Regions from separate parts of the Mus musculus genome. Here all the other regions are linked to region 1. The links are chromatin contacts, called in public HiChIP or PLAC-seq and Micro-C maps. All regions are on one chromosome and are shown on one strand. Each heading gives the region's core, a stretch centred on a gene start, on an enhancer-like site or on the middle of the called end of the contact. The rest is flanking DNA. Distances are from core to core; before and after follow the strand shown.

The links. A called contact is a pair of places that touch in the nucleus more often than the background predicts. HiChIP or PLAC-seq counts read pairs in DNA pulled down with a chosen protein or histone mark.
Region 2: an H3K4me3 HiChIP or PLAC-seq map of embryonic basal ganglia shows a contact between it and region 1, with 3 times the contacts expected there. The contact joins two enhancer-like sites. A contact is called at or near these places in 5 of 115 datasets of contacts at active chromatin or transcription factors (embryonic basal ganglia, embryonic forebrain, embryonic hindbrain and 2 more).
Region 3: an H3K4me3 HiChIP or PLAC-seq map of embryonic forebrain shows a contact between it and region 1, with 6 times the contacts expected there. The contact joins two enhancer-like sites. A contact is called at or near these places in 8 of 115 datasets of contacts at active chromatin or transcription factors (embryonic basal ganglia, embryonic forebrain, embryonic hindbrain and 4 more).
Region 4: a contact with region 1 is called in an H3K4me3 HiChIP or PLAC-seq map of embryonic forebrain, with 10 times the contacts expected there. The contact joins two enhancer-like sites. A contact is called at or near these places in 8 of 39 promoter capture datasets (3T3-L1-derived adipocytes, cranial neural crest, embryonic stem cells and 5 more), 40 of 484 Hi-C or Micro-C datasets (the AML12 cell line, ECoMG myeloid progenitors, the N1E-115 cell line and 21 more) and 25 of 115 datasets of contacts at active chromatin or transcription factors (SST interneurons, a colorectal cancer cell line, craniofacial prominence and 17 more).
Region 5: a Micro-C map of embryonic stem cells shows a contact between it and region 1, with 4 times the contacts expected there. The contact joins the promoter of Sc5d here to the enhancer-like site in region 1. A contact is called at or near these places in 1 of 484 Hi-C or Micro-C datasets (embryonic stem cells), 2 of 115 datasets of contacts at active chromatin or transcription factors (embryonic stem cells and regulatory T cells) and 1 of 9 other capture datasets (liver).

Annotation. Positions count from the first base shown.
Region 1 is chr9:41,934,490-41,937,210 of GRCm38.p6, reverse strand. No RefSeq gene overlaps it. Among named protein-coding and RNA genes, the nearest start is that of Gm36227, 17 kb to the right of the region's middle. Within about 2 kb of position 1,315, at least 142 of the 459 cell types and tissues checked have an H3K27ac peak or open chromatin away from gene starts, as enhancers often do. A contact at or near this core is called in the N1E-115 cell line, brain, cortical neurons and 7 more, where this site is marked.
Region 2 is chr9:41,428,565-41,431,285 of GRCm38.p6, reverse strand. All of the region lies in intron 3 of Mir100hg (Mir100 Mirlet7a-2 Mir125b-1 cluster host gene), which reads right to left. Among named protein-coding and RNA genes, the nearest start is that of Mir100hg, 53 kb to the right of the region's middle. Within about 2 kb of position 1,410, at least 9 of the 459 cell types and tissues checked have an H3K27ac peak or open chromatin away from gene starts, as enhancers often do. A contact at or near this core is called in embryonic basal ganglia and embryonic forebrain, where this site is marked.
Region 3 is chr9:41,445,887-41,448,607 of GRCm38.p6, reverse strand. The region is part of intron 3 of Mir100hg (Mir100 Mirlet7a-2 Mir125b-1 cluster host gene); the gene reads right to left. Among named protein-coding and RNA genes, the nearest start is that of Mir100hg, 71 kb to the right of the region's middle. Within about 2 kb of position 1,312, at least 118 of the 459 cell types and tissues checked have an H3K27ac peak or open chromatin away from gene starts, as enhancers often do. A contact at or near this core is called in embryonic basal ganglia, embryonic forebrain, embryonic limb bud and 1 more, where this site is marked.
Region 4 is chr9:41,585,100-41,587,820 of GRCm38.p6, reverse strand. All of the region lies in intron 4 of Mir100hg (Mir100 Mirlet7a-2 Mir125b-1 cluster host gene), which reads right to left. Among named protein-coding and RNA genes, the nearest start is that of Mir125b-1, 4.5 kb to the right of the region's middle. Within about 2 kb of position 1,355, at least 67 of the 459 cell types and tissues checked have an H3K27ac peak or open chromatin away from gene starts, as enhancers often do. A contact at or near this core is called in the N1E-115 cell line, brain, cortical neurons and 3 more, where this site is marked.
Region 5 is chr9:42,262,982-42,265,702 of GRCm38.p6, reverse strand. It overlaps Sc5d (sterol-C5-desaturase), which reads left to right and starts at 1,403. Exons shown (of 6, transcript NM_172769.2): 1 at 1,403-1,497.

The sequences.
Region 1 (2,721 bases), core at 66-2,565:
CTCTCTCTCTCTCTCTCTCTCTCCTCTCTCTCTCTCTCTCTCTCTCTCTCTCTCTCTCTCCCTCCCTCCCTCCCTCCCTCCCTCTCTCTCTCTCTCTCTCTCTCCCTCCCTCCCTCCCTCCCTCCCTCCCTCCCTCTCTCTCTCTCTCTCTCTCTCTCTCTCTCTCTCTCTCTCTCCCTCCCTCCCTCCCTCCCTCCCTCCCTCCCTCCCTCCCTCCCTCCCTCCCTCCCTCCCTCCCTCCCTCTCTCTCTCTCTCTCTCTCTCTCTCTCTCTCTCTCTCTCTCTCTCTCTCTCTGTTTTTTTTTCCTGGTGGCCTCCCTCCCAACTCCATCCCCTTCCATCTCATTGGCTCCAGACAAGTACTGGGGAACCAATGAGATTCCTCTTCTTCATTCATGTCCTAGCAACAAGCCCAGTTCCAATCTTTCTCTGCCAAACTAACACCTGAAAAATTACATCATGAATAATGGCAAAAAGCAGCAAGGGCCAGAGAAGGGCTTTTTTTTTTCCCCCTTCAACTGTCTGCTGCAGAGTTCATTTAAGGTGTTTTCGTCTAGATTCTTAAAGCAACAATGTCCTAGGTTTTTGCTGATCTTTTTCAGCATACATACATACATATATATATATATATATATATATATATATATATATATATATATGCTGTTATCGAATGAAGTAACAGCTTTTGAAGCTAAATAAAAGGAAAACATTTTAATGGGGTTCACTGTATAGCCGTCCACACACACCCCTCCCAAGTCTGCGTTTAGAGGAGCGGAGGGGAATTAGACTGCTCTCCTATATTCTTAAGGAAAGGACGAAATTGGCCCAAGCCTCACAAGGCAGCACATCCACCCACTGTTCAACACAAAAAAAACGTAGTCCCCTTCCTGGCGGTGCCCCCTGCTCTTGTTAAATATCCCCTAGGCCCCTTTCATTACTCTTTGGGGATAAAGAAGCCATTCTTTATGAGGATCATGGAGCCAGGGAATGAGGTACCTGGAGAGTCTTCCCCGGAAGTGAAGTTGTATAGGGTATGCAGAGTGGGGGTGCTTTAGTGCGTTTAGTTCCGTACACGTGGGGGCAGCGAATGCAAACTCGTAGCTGGGGAACCACCACAGGGACAATGACATCCAGATGACCTGGGCGGGGGCGGGGGGTGGGGGAGAGGAAACTGAGAAAGAGAGGTGAGGTGATGTGGTGTGGGCTTGCAGGAGGATGATGGGGGAGGGGGATGGAGGCCCTGGAGGGGGTCGGGGCTGTGAATGGAAAGGTCCACCCTTCTAGGCATTTTTCAAGTCCCAGACGCCGCTTCCGGCTTCCCCCACCCCACCCAGTCTAGAGCAGACGCGCGCGAGGAGACTCAGACACAAAGGACCACAGCCCTGCGCAGGAATCGAAGGGGGAGGGGAGGGACACCTGCCCGCGTGCACGTGCAGGGGCGCAGCCAGGGAAGACCCTGTGCTCAGTCTCTTGCTCTCCCCTGCAGGATCTATGCGTGGCAGGATCTGGCAAGGGCCCCAGGAGTCGGCTACAGGGGGTGCTTGGCTGAAGGAGCAGAAAATAGGTCCACTGGGTGCCTGGCTCCCTGATAGTGTTTGCTGATCTCCTCAGCCATAGCCTTGGCAGCAGGTGGTGCCTCCAGACAGCCTGCCTGGGTGCTTGTGAAAGCGAGTAACTGCATAAATTCTGCGTAGGAAAGAGAACCATGCCAGCGAAGGGACTAGGTGGAGGAGGGAAAAGGGTTTGTGGGAGCTTGCTCTTCGGAAGGAGGTAGAGTCGGTAAGCTCATAGTCACTCCCCCACACAGGTTACACTAATGTTCTTGCTCAACTGCTGCCATGGCGGGTGCGGGAGGAATCACCGAGTGGCCTGAGGGGCTCTAGGCAATCCGTGTCTTTTTATCTACCTACCAGGGTTTCAGCCTGTTTTCCTGGGATCCAAGAAAGAGACCCAGGCTCGAAAGCATCCCAGCGCACAGTGCAGAGAATTTGGATGATGCTCTGATATTTGGGAGAAACAGGTGGTCGTTCAGCTCAGTGAAAAAGTCACCAGGGGAAGGAGCCCCACAGCGGGGTCTTCTGTTGCATCTTTCTTGGGCAGGGAGGTCTAAAGCTGTGGGATCCTGTCTCCTCCCCAATGTCATTGTTAGTGACAGAGGGAGGTGTTGCAGGTATGCAGGGGTGGGGTGGGGTATGGCTTCCACAGAACTCAGTCATGCCAGTGCCAGCATGATACCCTCCTTGGTACTGGGCAGCAACCCTGGGTTGGGGTGATATTCCTACCTCGAAGGTTTATGTCCCCACACCACCCGGGGCCTCTGTAGTATAACTTGTTTCTGAATCCCCCCTCCCCCCTCCCCCCCAGCCTGGTTCCTTGTCCTTATTGTCCTTCCTGGGACAGGATTCTTCTGGCTAGGCTTTAAGAGTTGGTTTTCTGAGCAGGAGTGATGGCTCAGTGGGTATGTGTCTGACCTCAGTGCCCCCACTGCAAGATGAGGATCTGAGATAGAAGAATTCCCGGGAAAGCTCATGAGCCCTGTCACACAGAGCATCGAGCAAATGACCCTGTCCCAAACAAACTAACAACGCAAGGTTTTCCTTTAACTCCACAAGTGTGCCTGCATTCTAACACATGAACACACACACCAAAATGACATTATGCACACACATACACACACACACACACACACACACACACACACACACACACACACACACACAC
Region 2 (2,721 bases), core at 161-2,660, 510 kb after region 1:
TCATACACCCTCCCCCCATCCTTCAACAGCAATGATTAAGTTCGTTCCGAAATGGCTGACAGAAAAGCCCTGTCGTGGCTTCAGTCTAAATTGTTGAAGCATCCGAATTATACGGTGCCTTTGTTATCTAGTGGAATGCATGTCCCTGGGGTACTCCTTTGAGTTCAACTAAAATGACAGTTTAATTCTCAGTAAATGAGTGCTAATTAAAAAGCTGGGGGAAAGACTGTCATAATTGAATAATGAGAATAATGCAGCATGCATTTGTTTAAAAGTTCCTGTAAGCTGAATTTAGGGATAAAAAAAAATGGTCTCTGGGAGCTCACAGGCAAAACCCAGCTCTCTAAAAAGCCTTTGATACTCAGCATGCGTACGTACGCACTGAGCTAAGTCTGCATCTTGAGCAGGAATTGTTCTAAAGCTGCCCTGAGAGTCTAATTCACACCTCCTCATGGCTTTCTTGCATGATGCTTGTGAGCATATCCTTCATCCCGGATTTTTTGTGATATGTGGTTGGAGTAGAACACGTGGTAGAGAAATCCATTTCTGACTTGTAACTGTGATGGCCTCTGTGGACTCTCATTTCTAGAATGCAGTAGGCTCTGCTATCATAATGTGTTTAGAAAACAGAATCAGGCAATGCCAAGATCAGAAGTCTCTGAGGGAAGCCACGTGAGTGAGTGGCAGGAGATTGGAGTCCAATCTTTATTTAGCCTGCTCATAATTCCAAGACCCGAGGTAAATAATTCACGCCTCCCTCTCCCAATTCCCATCGCCTCCTTACATTTGTTTGGAGGATAAAGTCTGACAATACACTTCACTTTAAAGGGGAGAAAAATTAAACAAATGAAACAACGTTCAGCCTGGAGCAATTGGATGACTTTGTATGAGTTGGCACAGCCCTCAGCTCTATTTCCTCATGTCCACAGTGGTGTCCAAGCATTTCCAACTAGGAAGGCCTACAGTGGGCCAGCTCCTTATGAGTGTGTATTAGGAAATCTATATTATCCTAAACTACAAGAATGTAACCATCATCCCACAGGGCTCAGTTCGTACGCGGGGCCCCACCTCAGCTGCCGGCATAATTGGATTGACTTTCATGCGTCTCGCCTTCTGCATTTTCTTTATCTCCTCTATCCCAGTAATAGCTCATTTCAAAGACTTCACAACGGTATTGAATTCAGCCCATTCAGCCAGCTTCTGTCCTGTCCTTAAAGATCTATGGGAAAAGTAAATTCTATGACCTCCTTCAAAGCCTAACAACTTTTACAGTGAGTAAATTCTGTACTCTCTGAATTCGTTGATTGTGGAAAAAAAATGTCGCCCAGGGCCACCCATTGGGAGGCCTCCCATACACTTCCTAATCCAACCCAGTCTAGAGCCCTGACAGCTCCAGCAGAGGTGCTTAGACACCCCCTTATGAATATGCAAAGACAATCTTTCACTTACAAAAGAAACTGATATAGCCATTATGGCCTGTGGTTAATCAAACCTCCATTCACTTCTCTCTGCTTTGAGAACCTTCATCAAGAAAACGTGTTGCTAAGCAAACTTAGCACTAAGGACCTGGTTCCTTTACAAAATGATTGCCTAGAGGCCAGCTTGCTTAGAAGTAAAGTTCCAAGCTGATTTTTTTTTAAACTTGTTGGTTGTTGATTTTTTTTTCTTTAGCGTCTTATTTGATTTCCTATAAAATCCAAGCTAATCATTCGGTTGAAGGAAGATTGGAAAGTTGTTCACACATTACTCATTTAAAGAAGTTGAAGTTTACTCACCACACACACACACACACACACACACACACACACACACACACACACTCCTACCAAATCCTTCTACTTGATTTTGCAACTGCTTCTTGGAAAATATCCAAGCTTGGGCCAAGGAAATGCATAATAGAACGGCTCACAACTTTCATTGAGCTTTACAGAATGAGCCATCATTCTTTATAGACATCTATCTTAGTCATTCCTGCCTCCCCCAGGAAACATGACCAAGAGAAAGCATGAAGAGCATTATATCGCAAGGTCTTATTGACAGACAAAAGACCAGAACAGCCCCTTCTAGATTCGCAACTTATTTTTAAGGTGAGCCTAAGATGATATGTGCCATGGATTCTATGATCTCCAAATAGAGAAAAACACTTTCTGTGGCTCAAAGGTGAAGTCGTAAGCCTACCCAAACAAGCATAGTATATCTCTAACATACCTAGACCATCAAATTACATCTAGCTTAGTCAACCTCATGCCTTGCAACTTCCAGGTACCACTTTTTCCTCTAGGGAGTGGTAGGTCAAAGGCTTCCATCTCCCATTTCCAGCAACAATTTATTTTACTGCACAGTAAGGTCTTAAGGAGATGTGAAGTACCCAGGCATTTGGGAAACAGACTTCGGCAAAAATAATTTTATATATTAACCTTTGAGCTGCCAGATTTATTTCTGAAGAAACACCATCCTAGATAAAAGATATATGCTATACGGCTATATCGTACACATTTCTATTTAATTATTTTTGCCAAATAATGCTTTTACCCTCTTCAGCTGCTTCCATGTAATAAATTTGACCAGAGGATGGTGGCTTTACATTTTCTTAGTTTATTTTTCTATTTATCTATTCATCGGGGAGACATTGATCTTTAATGTTTCCTTTTTTTTTTTTTTCAATTTTTGTATTTGTGCACTCGAGGCTCTTCAGCCCTCAGGTGATACTAGCCCTCTGAG
Region 3 (2,721 bases), core at 63-2,562, 490 kb after region 1:
TGGAAGATTTAACAAGATTGTCTGTGGTTTGACTGTCTCGATTTCTTTCTCATTTATCTCCTTCCCCCCTCCCTTCCTCTCTCCCTCCCTTCCTCTCTCCTTCCCTTCCTTCCTTCCTTCTTTCAAATAGTGTTTTATTTGTACAGTCCAGGCTGACCTGGAATTTCAGATCCTTTACCCTAAGCCCCCAAAGTGCTAGGATTACAGGCTTGCACCACAACATCCAGCAAGATTCAGCATTTTTAGTGTAAATGCACAAGGTAAGCCCACAGCTTAGCATTTTACACACAAATGATATTACTTAGAAAGACACGATAGTGTGATTTCCATTGTACAGACTTTTTTCCAAAGGTAGAGAGAAGCTGGGAATTTGCTAACACCCTCTCATTAGCTGCCTTAAATCTAGACCAGTGTGACTCGAGGATCACATGATGCTGCCACGGCATGGCCGAGGTCATTGTTCATCCATTTACTGCAGTGCTGGATTTGAATTCGGGGCTTCATGCATGCTAGGCAAGCTCTCGGTCACTGAACTACACTCCAGCCCTTCATCATATTCACGCCACTGCACCAATAAGAACACAGTTCGTCAAAATTCTAATGGGTGCATACCATAGCCATCCCCAAAGGAAACCCAAATGAGCATTTGAAAAAAGAATCCAGGTTCTCTTAACCCTGGTATTTTTTTTAAGTGGTCTTCACATCTTGCTTTCTTCCTTTCTGTTTCCATTTCATGCTGTTCCCCTCTGCTTTGTAGTCAGGAAGATGGAAAACAGCTGGTACCGTTTCCTAGCAGATAATCCTTCTTGGACTGGGGGAAAAAAATGCCTGTGACATCGTCTCAACTTCCTTCCCTCTGGCAGAAGACATGGCAGCGTGCCTCCTAGAGGGAAGGCTGTCCTCTCTCATAGGCTCCTCTACCCAGACAGGATCACAGCTGTCGGCAGGGAGCACTGGTAAGAACGCCAGCAGGACTGGATAATCCATGGGCAGATGCTCCTGGACCCAAGGATGCACGCTGCAACCAGGCACCAGAGCAAAGAAACTAAGAGTGTTTAAACAGGAATAAACGAGACTGGAAATCATGCGCCCTCCATCGTCTGCCGTCCCCACTGTCCTGCAGATACCTCCTGAGCCCCCGGACAGGGGTTAGGGGATAAAAATGAGGCAGGAAGGTCATGACAGCTGCTAGTTGGGGAAAACCAGGGATTGGCAAGCAGCCTCCTTCTGCTGGCATCAGGGGAACAAGGGAGCTGCCGGGAGAAGCATAAAAACACAGAAGCAGGGAGCCTTTCAAAGGAGAATGTCAAAGGCTTGGAGCCTGGTAGCTGAGGAAAACCTTGCCAAATGTTACAGAGAAAACAGGAAAGCTTTTGAGGCTCTGCATTCTGGGGTCATAGAACAATGAAAAAGGAAGTTTCAGAGGAAAATAACAAGCACTGTCAAGCTCGCTCCAGCCTCACAAAATCCTTCTGCCATTCTTACCGAAAGCAGAGGGAGGAAAAAAAAAAAAAAAAAAAAAAACCCTAACCTCCAGCCAGTGGGCTCAGTCCCATACCACAGCCCCTTCCCTGTGGCATGCTGGGCAGGAAGGGCCATGATGTGGCCTGCTCCCTGGAGACTAGAACAGAACATTTCCAGAACAAAGCCCGTGCAGTTACCTGAAGATCAAAGTTCATTCTTAATAAGGGGACTGTTGGAGGGGGCTGAGAGAGCAATCAATGTTGCCCTGCATTCCATTAAAAAAGGATTATGGGCTGTCTAACCAGGTAGGCAGTGTACTGTGTGAACTGAAATTTGTCCTTTGGAGGGGGTGTGGCAAAACAAAAGCCTGAGGAGACACAAACAACCACTGTTCAGAGCAGCAGGTTAGTGGCATGCTATCTGTGTTTGTGCGTCTGTGCAGGGAGTGTGCAGTATCTTCTGCTGTTGCTAAGATGGTTTCCCCCTTCACCGGCGTCTCACCCAATCAGAAGGTAGCTGCTCCTTATTGGTTGCCTGGTGTTATCGAATGACCATGACGAGCTGGAGTCAAGCCCACCTCATTGGTTTATTCCGATGGCCCATTGTCAGGGGACAGCAAATCAGACACCTAATCAATATTTTGTGAAGTGGCACTAGACTCCTGATGAAATTTGCATTAAATTTCTCCCTGTCTGTGCCTTTGCTCTCAGATAAGCATCATATTAACTTCAGTGATAGAGAGAGAGGCAACCGATCAAACCCTGCCGTCCTTCAGCCATTTTGGACTTATTCCTGAATCTAGGCCGGCATTGTGGAATACTAAATATGGAACGGAGGAATTGGTTACAAGCAAAATGCAGATCTCCCAAGCAGAAACATATTCAACCTGTCTAGAATGGTGATAGCCTTTCCAGATAATAAAATACTGAGTTTCCTCTTTCTTCCCTCCATCCTTCTGTCCCTCCCCTCCTTCATTTGTTTCTTCCAAAAGGATGAGCCAGGTTTGATAGTGACTCTGGATAGACATCATTGTGCCAGATGGGAAATGCCTTCTTGAGGGTGGGGGGTGGGGTGTTCCATAGCAAAGTGGTGTCCCTGAGAGCTAGGGTTCAAAACATTTTAATCTTTCTACCTCTGAACAAATCACTGGAAAGAGACAGAACTTCAGCTCTCCAAATGGGTGCCTTCCTGTGAGAGAACTAGATTCTGAGCCAAGCTTTGGTCTAGTGACCAGTGTTCTCCTGCTTCCTACAAGAA
Region 4 (2,721 bases), core at 106-2,605, 350 kb after region 1:
AAGAGTCTCAGTTACTCATCTCGTGACATGCAAAATGGAGGGGAAAAACAGAAAATTGTTTATTATTGTTAATGGTTTGATTGCTTTTATTAGATTAAAAATCATCATCTCTGGCAAATGCCATGTCTCTGATTCCAACAAAGGAAATGGATTCCTTATGTGTAATATGTACTTTTCTGTTGTTCTCTGTGCTTCCGAGTTATCCACAGCCAGGATGAAGACCAAACTCACAAAGAACTGCAAATATTTTGCAAAGAATTCAAATTTTCTCCAGTGAGGAGCCTTTGAAAGATCAAGAGTTTGCAACATCTAGGTTTTCCACTTTCATTCTCATGGAAGCACACATGAAGCAAAGTCCTTTTATTCTTGTATTAATTAACAAGGAATTAAAAAAAAAACCCTAAGCTGACTTACAAAGCACTCTCCTCCCAAGCAATTCCAAGCATGAGACATGCCCGAGGATGGGGGGTGATGGGGACACACTCAAGTAGGCTACAGATAAAGCAAAGCACAGCTATATGCACATTAGTATAATTACAGATTGCAAATTATGCCGGATGTATCTAATATCTAATTTTTTGAAAGCTGACTCCACTTGAGACTTCAATAACAGCGTCAACATTTTGCAGGTGGCTTCTCTGTACAGTATCCAATGGGAATTATTCTTCCAATGCTTATAGCCCTCAAGTTAAACCTGGAGCTCCCCCTTAAAGGACCAATGGACACTGAAAACTGAGAATAGCACCTAGACAAAGGAAATGGAGTAGGGGGAGACCCTGGAAGACACTGAGTACAGTTGCTTATTTCTGTGACGATGATACTTACTTGGTTCAAGCAATAAGGAACTTGAACATCCGTCATTAGAAAATGTAGGAGAGGCTACATGCATGTTGAGGAAGCCAACTGAAAGGTTAAGGGTTGGGCATTTCTTAGATCTATGGATAAAAGGGGAAATGAGCATCAAGGTGGCACGCTCTACCTTTGACTCCAAACATTAAGCCTTATGTTAAATCCAACTCATCTAAGACATACAGTTTGTTCGTCTAAAAAAGATCCGCATTCGGCTTTGAGAAACTGGCTTTTGTCCTCGAGCCCTGCATGAATCAATCACCAACCAACTAAAATATATTTGAGATCTCAGAGAAGGAAGAGTACTCTCCAAGTTGATTGGATCCATCTTCTTGATTCCTCCTTAAAGATCTTTCTGCTAATGAGTCAGGGTTGCTGTGGCATTATTTAATTATCCGCACTTCTGTACGATGAAATATGTTGTCGTAGCGCACACTTCACAGTGCAGTGACTGCTCACATGTAATGCTGCCTCCACAGTTAGTACATTCCTTTGTTCTGCTCATAAGTGGTTTCAGAAAAAAGGGGTGGGCCCGGAAGGAGGAGCCTTTGGGGTTTGTAAAATAAAAATCATACATTCCTGGTGCATGTGCAGAATTCGATGCATTTACATGAATTCTGCTTTTGAAATTAAGTTGTGGCTCCACTTGGAATAAGCCAAGGCACATGTCGGGTGACTTCAAATGCAGCCATGAGGCTCTGAGTGGACCTTGAACATCTCTCTAGTGAATACTCACTGTAATGTAATGGGGGACAGAATGACTTGATTTTTTTTTTTAAAATCAGCAAGGAATGTCTTTAACAAGGAAGAAGTAAATTATGATAATTACTCTGAATGGTCGGATCCTTGAGCATTACTAATTAGCATTTATTGCCTGGATTATGGAACAATACAAGTGAAACCAAACTGCAGTTGCTCTTTTACCTTGAAGACTTGAAAAGGCAATGGAGAAAGATCTCTGCAGCCACCTCCGTGATGCAGACTGCAGGCAGTCTACCTCCCCACAGCCTGCAGACTCCCTCCTTATAGAAACACACCCATACGGGCCTCAGCATTTCCGGCCCATTCATCTTTGTGTGTGTGTGTGTGTGTTAGGTTCATATTTGCATGGGCTATCAGGTTCAGGAGACTAATATTCAGGCAAAATATTTTGGCCATAATACCATCTGAGGATGATGTTATCAGTCGGGAGAGCTTAGCAATAAAGAGCTGAAACTCCATGCTCCATGAAAATATGGAATTCTCCCAAAGAGATATTTGACTTAAAAACAGAACAAAGAACTCAGTTCTTGGTGATTGAAATTTTATATTTCCTCACTGACCCTTAGGACTGAAGCTTAAAAGAAAATAGCTAAGAAAAATAATGGGTTTTTGGTATAAGTACCTTTATTTGTTTATCTATCTATCTATTTATTTTCCATTAGAAATCTGTGATGATATAGGTTCTGAAATTAGAAAACAAAAATTAGATGTTCATGAACAGGTTGGCAGCACTAAATAAATGCCATTGTTAAAATTTAGCAACCAAATTTTTTAAATAAGCCACCAGGTATAATATAAGGAGAGAAAGGAGGAAGAAGAAAAAAAAAAAAGACTCCCTGAGCCGTTTATCACTCTGCAATCTCTGCCGTTCTCCACATCCCATTATAACGAATGAAGAGAAAAGACTATGGTCAGCCAGAAAATGGGCCCCAAATACAGTCACTGCTCTTCCAAATACCGTCCATGGTTTCCCCACCCTGGGCCCTTTTAGCCTGAAAGAATAAGTTTGCTTAAATCTGTGAGGAGATTAAATAGACTGGTGATAGAAATTAATTCTGCCGAATGAGCAAATGCATTCGAGTTGCCCAGATGCAAATAAGATAGATAATA
Region 5 (2,721 bases), core at 154-2,653, 330 kb before region 1:
ATCAAAGAAGCTACCTTAAGCGCGTGCAGCATTTCTGCCAATAGGCCCAGGAGCAGAGTAGAGAGAGTATGATATCCCTTTAGCTTGCTTGGTCTTCCATCTTCCCCTGGCAGCTGAGCTTGCTTGCTGCTGCTGTCTTTGGTGAAACCCAAACTATTATTTCCAAACTTCCATTGTTGGCTGAAGGCCAGGGACTCTCCAGGTATACAGGAACTGCTGTGGCACTGAGCCTGGTAGACAGACGCTCTACCAGGCTGTTCATTTTTCCAATGTGAGACAGCCATTATAGGACTACTCTGGCTGGCAAGGTAACCAGCCTCGTGGATGGAACAGCTACTAGGGGTTTAGTTCTTCTGGGGTGAGACAACTGTTATTACTTTAAGCTAGTTTCATAAATTTTTTATGTATGTATTCATCTTATCAGTTCTGTTCCTCCAGAGAACACTGGCAAACACACTTTGTTAAGTGTAATTTATAGAGTCATTTTGGACTAGGCTTTTGCCTCAGAGCTCTGGAAGATCAGATCTGGCCAGAACTGTCTCTCATGCTCAATATATCACTTAATCAAACTGGCTTTTGAAATGCCTGGCTCCTTCTAACCAAAACAAAAAAACAAAACAAAACTAATCAATTGGTAGGACCCTGATACCAGAAACAGACGACAGGTCAATCCTCTCTGAAGTAACTCTGAAGTACTAGTCTTTTGGGCCTTTCTTCTTCTTAGGTTCTTTTCATTTTGGCCAATACTGCTGATCCCTACTGCTCACCTTAGGGAGCTCTTGTATTTTATAGAATGGGCTGCTGTCTACATTCCCGAGTCATAATTAGCCAATTTGATCTTTAAGTTCACCTCCCCCACCCCTATCTTTACCTATGTAAACCAGTTGGGCCAGATCATAACCTCTTTCTCTATTTTTATCGCTATTAATAATTGCTTTTTAAATTTACTCTGCTACACATAACTTTCGATTTACATATTTTAACGCTGCATAAGAGGACTTGCAGGGAAGTGACAAATAACTGCGGATTGATGAACGTTTGAGTCACAAAAATGGGACAAAAGACTCCACCATTAACATCAAAGGAAGCGTCATTAATCCTACTTCAGGCTGTCATTTTGCATTCATCCCGGGTCCTTTGCACGATTCTAGTCAACTTTCTGGGCGGGAAGAAAGTGGGAAGGAAAGCAAGCTTCGTCCGCCCCGTAGCAGCATCATGAAGCGCCTGGATAGTCCCGGCAGAGTGCTGGACCTGGTTCGGGGGTGCGGGGAGGCGTGGGGAGCGCGGGACGCCTACGCGGCGACCACGTGACCGCCGCGACCGCGCCGGTCCAGGTCGCGCGATCCGCCGTCACATCAGCTTATTGCGCCGGCTGCTGATTGGCCGGCTGCCTGCACATGGGCGGGGCTCTGCTGAGCGGGCGGTGTCTCGGGCGCTCTGGCTCGTACTCTCCGCTGGCTGTAAAGCCGCGGCTGACGGAGCTGCTGGGCCTGGCAGGTAGGTTCCGTGCGCTGGCAGCTGGACAGCCGCGAGTGGGAGGACCCGCGGGCGGTCGCGAGGATCCCCGGGTGCCCGGCGCCGGTACGGCATCCGCCGCACCCGTGTGGCCGTCCCTGCTAAAGCGCAGGTGGCATGGGGGGGTGGGGGTGGGGGTGGGGGTCTGGCCTGGCGGACACCTTGGTCCCCGGGGCCTGCGATGGGGATAAGGTTATATGGGAGCGGGGAAGGACCCTGGCCCGGTAAAGCTGGGTCCCTGCCAGTGCTAGAGGTTGCCTGCCTACTGTGAACCCCACATCCAGGGTGAGGTGGGAAAAGCTGGTGATTTGCTTTGCCACCGGCACTTCCTGGAGAAGGTACCAGGTTGCGAACCAGCGTCCGATTGAGGCCTAGGGAGGGTGGTGGGCCGTCACTCCCTGCCTTTCTGAAGACCATACGCTGTAGCGTGCACACTTTAAGCATCGTTAAGAAGTCACTCATACTGGCATCCCTTCTTATTGCCGAGTAAATTGGGAGGTGGTACAAGTGGAAACAATATCTCGGCGGCAGCGAAGTTATTTGACTATTTTGTGTTAGTTGAGTTTGCATTTTCATTAGTTGTGTTAAAGTGCTTACCTTCTGACCCTTACTGTCTTACGGACTTTTGCATTCATCCTGTAATATAATGAACGTGGAGAACTCAGAATTCCCCATCTGTATTTGTGACTCTAGGGAAGTAATGCTGTGTAGAACTTTTTGTGTAGGCTTTACACATCGACTGCTCCTTACAGAACAAAGCTGTTTAAGGCATTGCGCCTTCACTGTCCTGTTTATTAAGATTATACGCGGACACACGTTATAGACTTGTGAGAATTAGATGGGAGAATCTCTCCATCACTCCTCCAGATGTGTAAAGGCCGGATGAGAGGTACTGCAGAGCATCCAAGAGCTTTGGAGACTGAAGCAGGAGAATGCAAGTTCCAGGCCACATAGCCAAAGGGGGGAGGGGTGGAGTGCTTAAAATAATATGTAGTATTTTTTAAATATATAAATGGCTAGTTATTGTTCCTGTACTTTTTTCAGTTAAGAAAAATATAATAGTTTTAAGTCATTTAAGTATAATAGTGGATTTATATATGTTTACTTATTTATCTGATGCTGGGATAGGAACCAAGGCTTTGGACATACTACACCAAAGGAATATCCCTGAATTATACCCCAGGCCCATTTAATTGATAACCATGT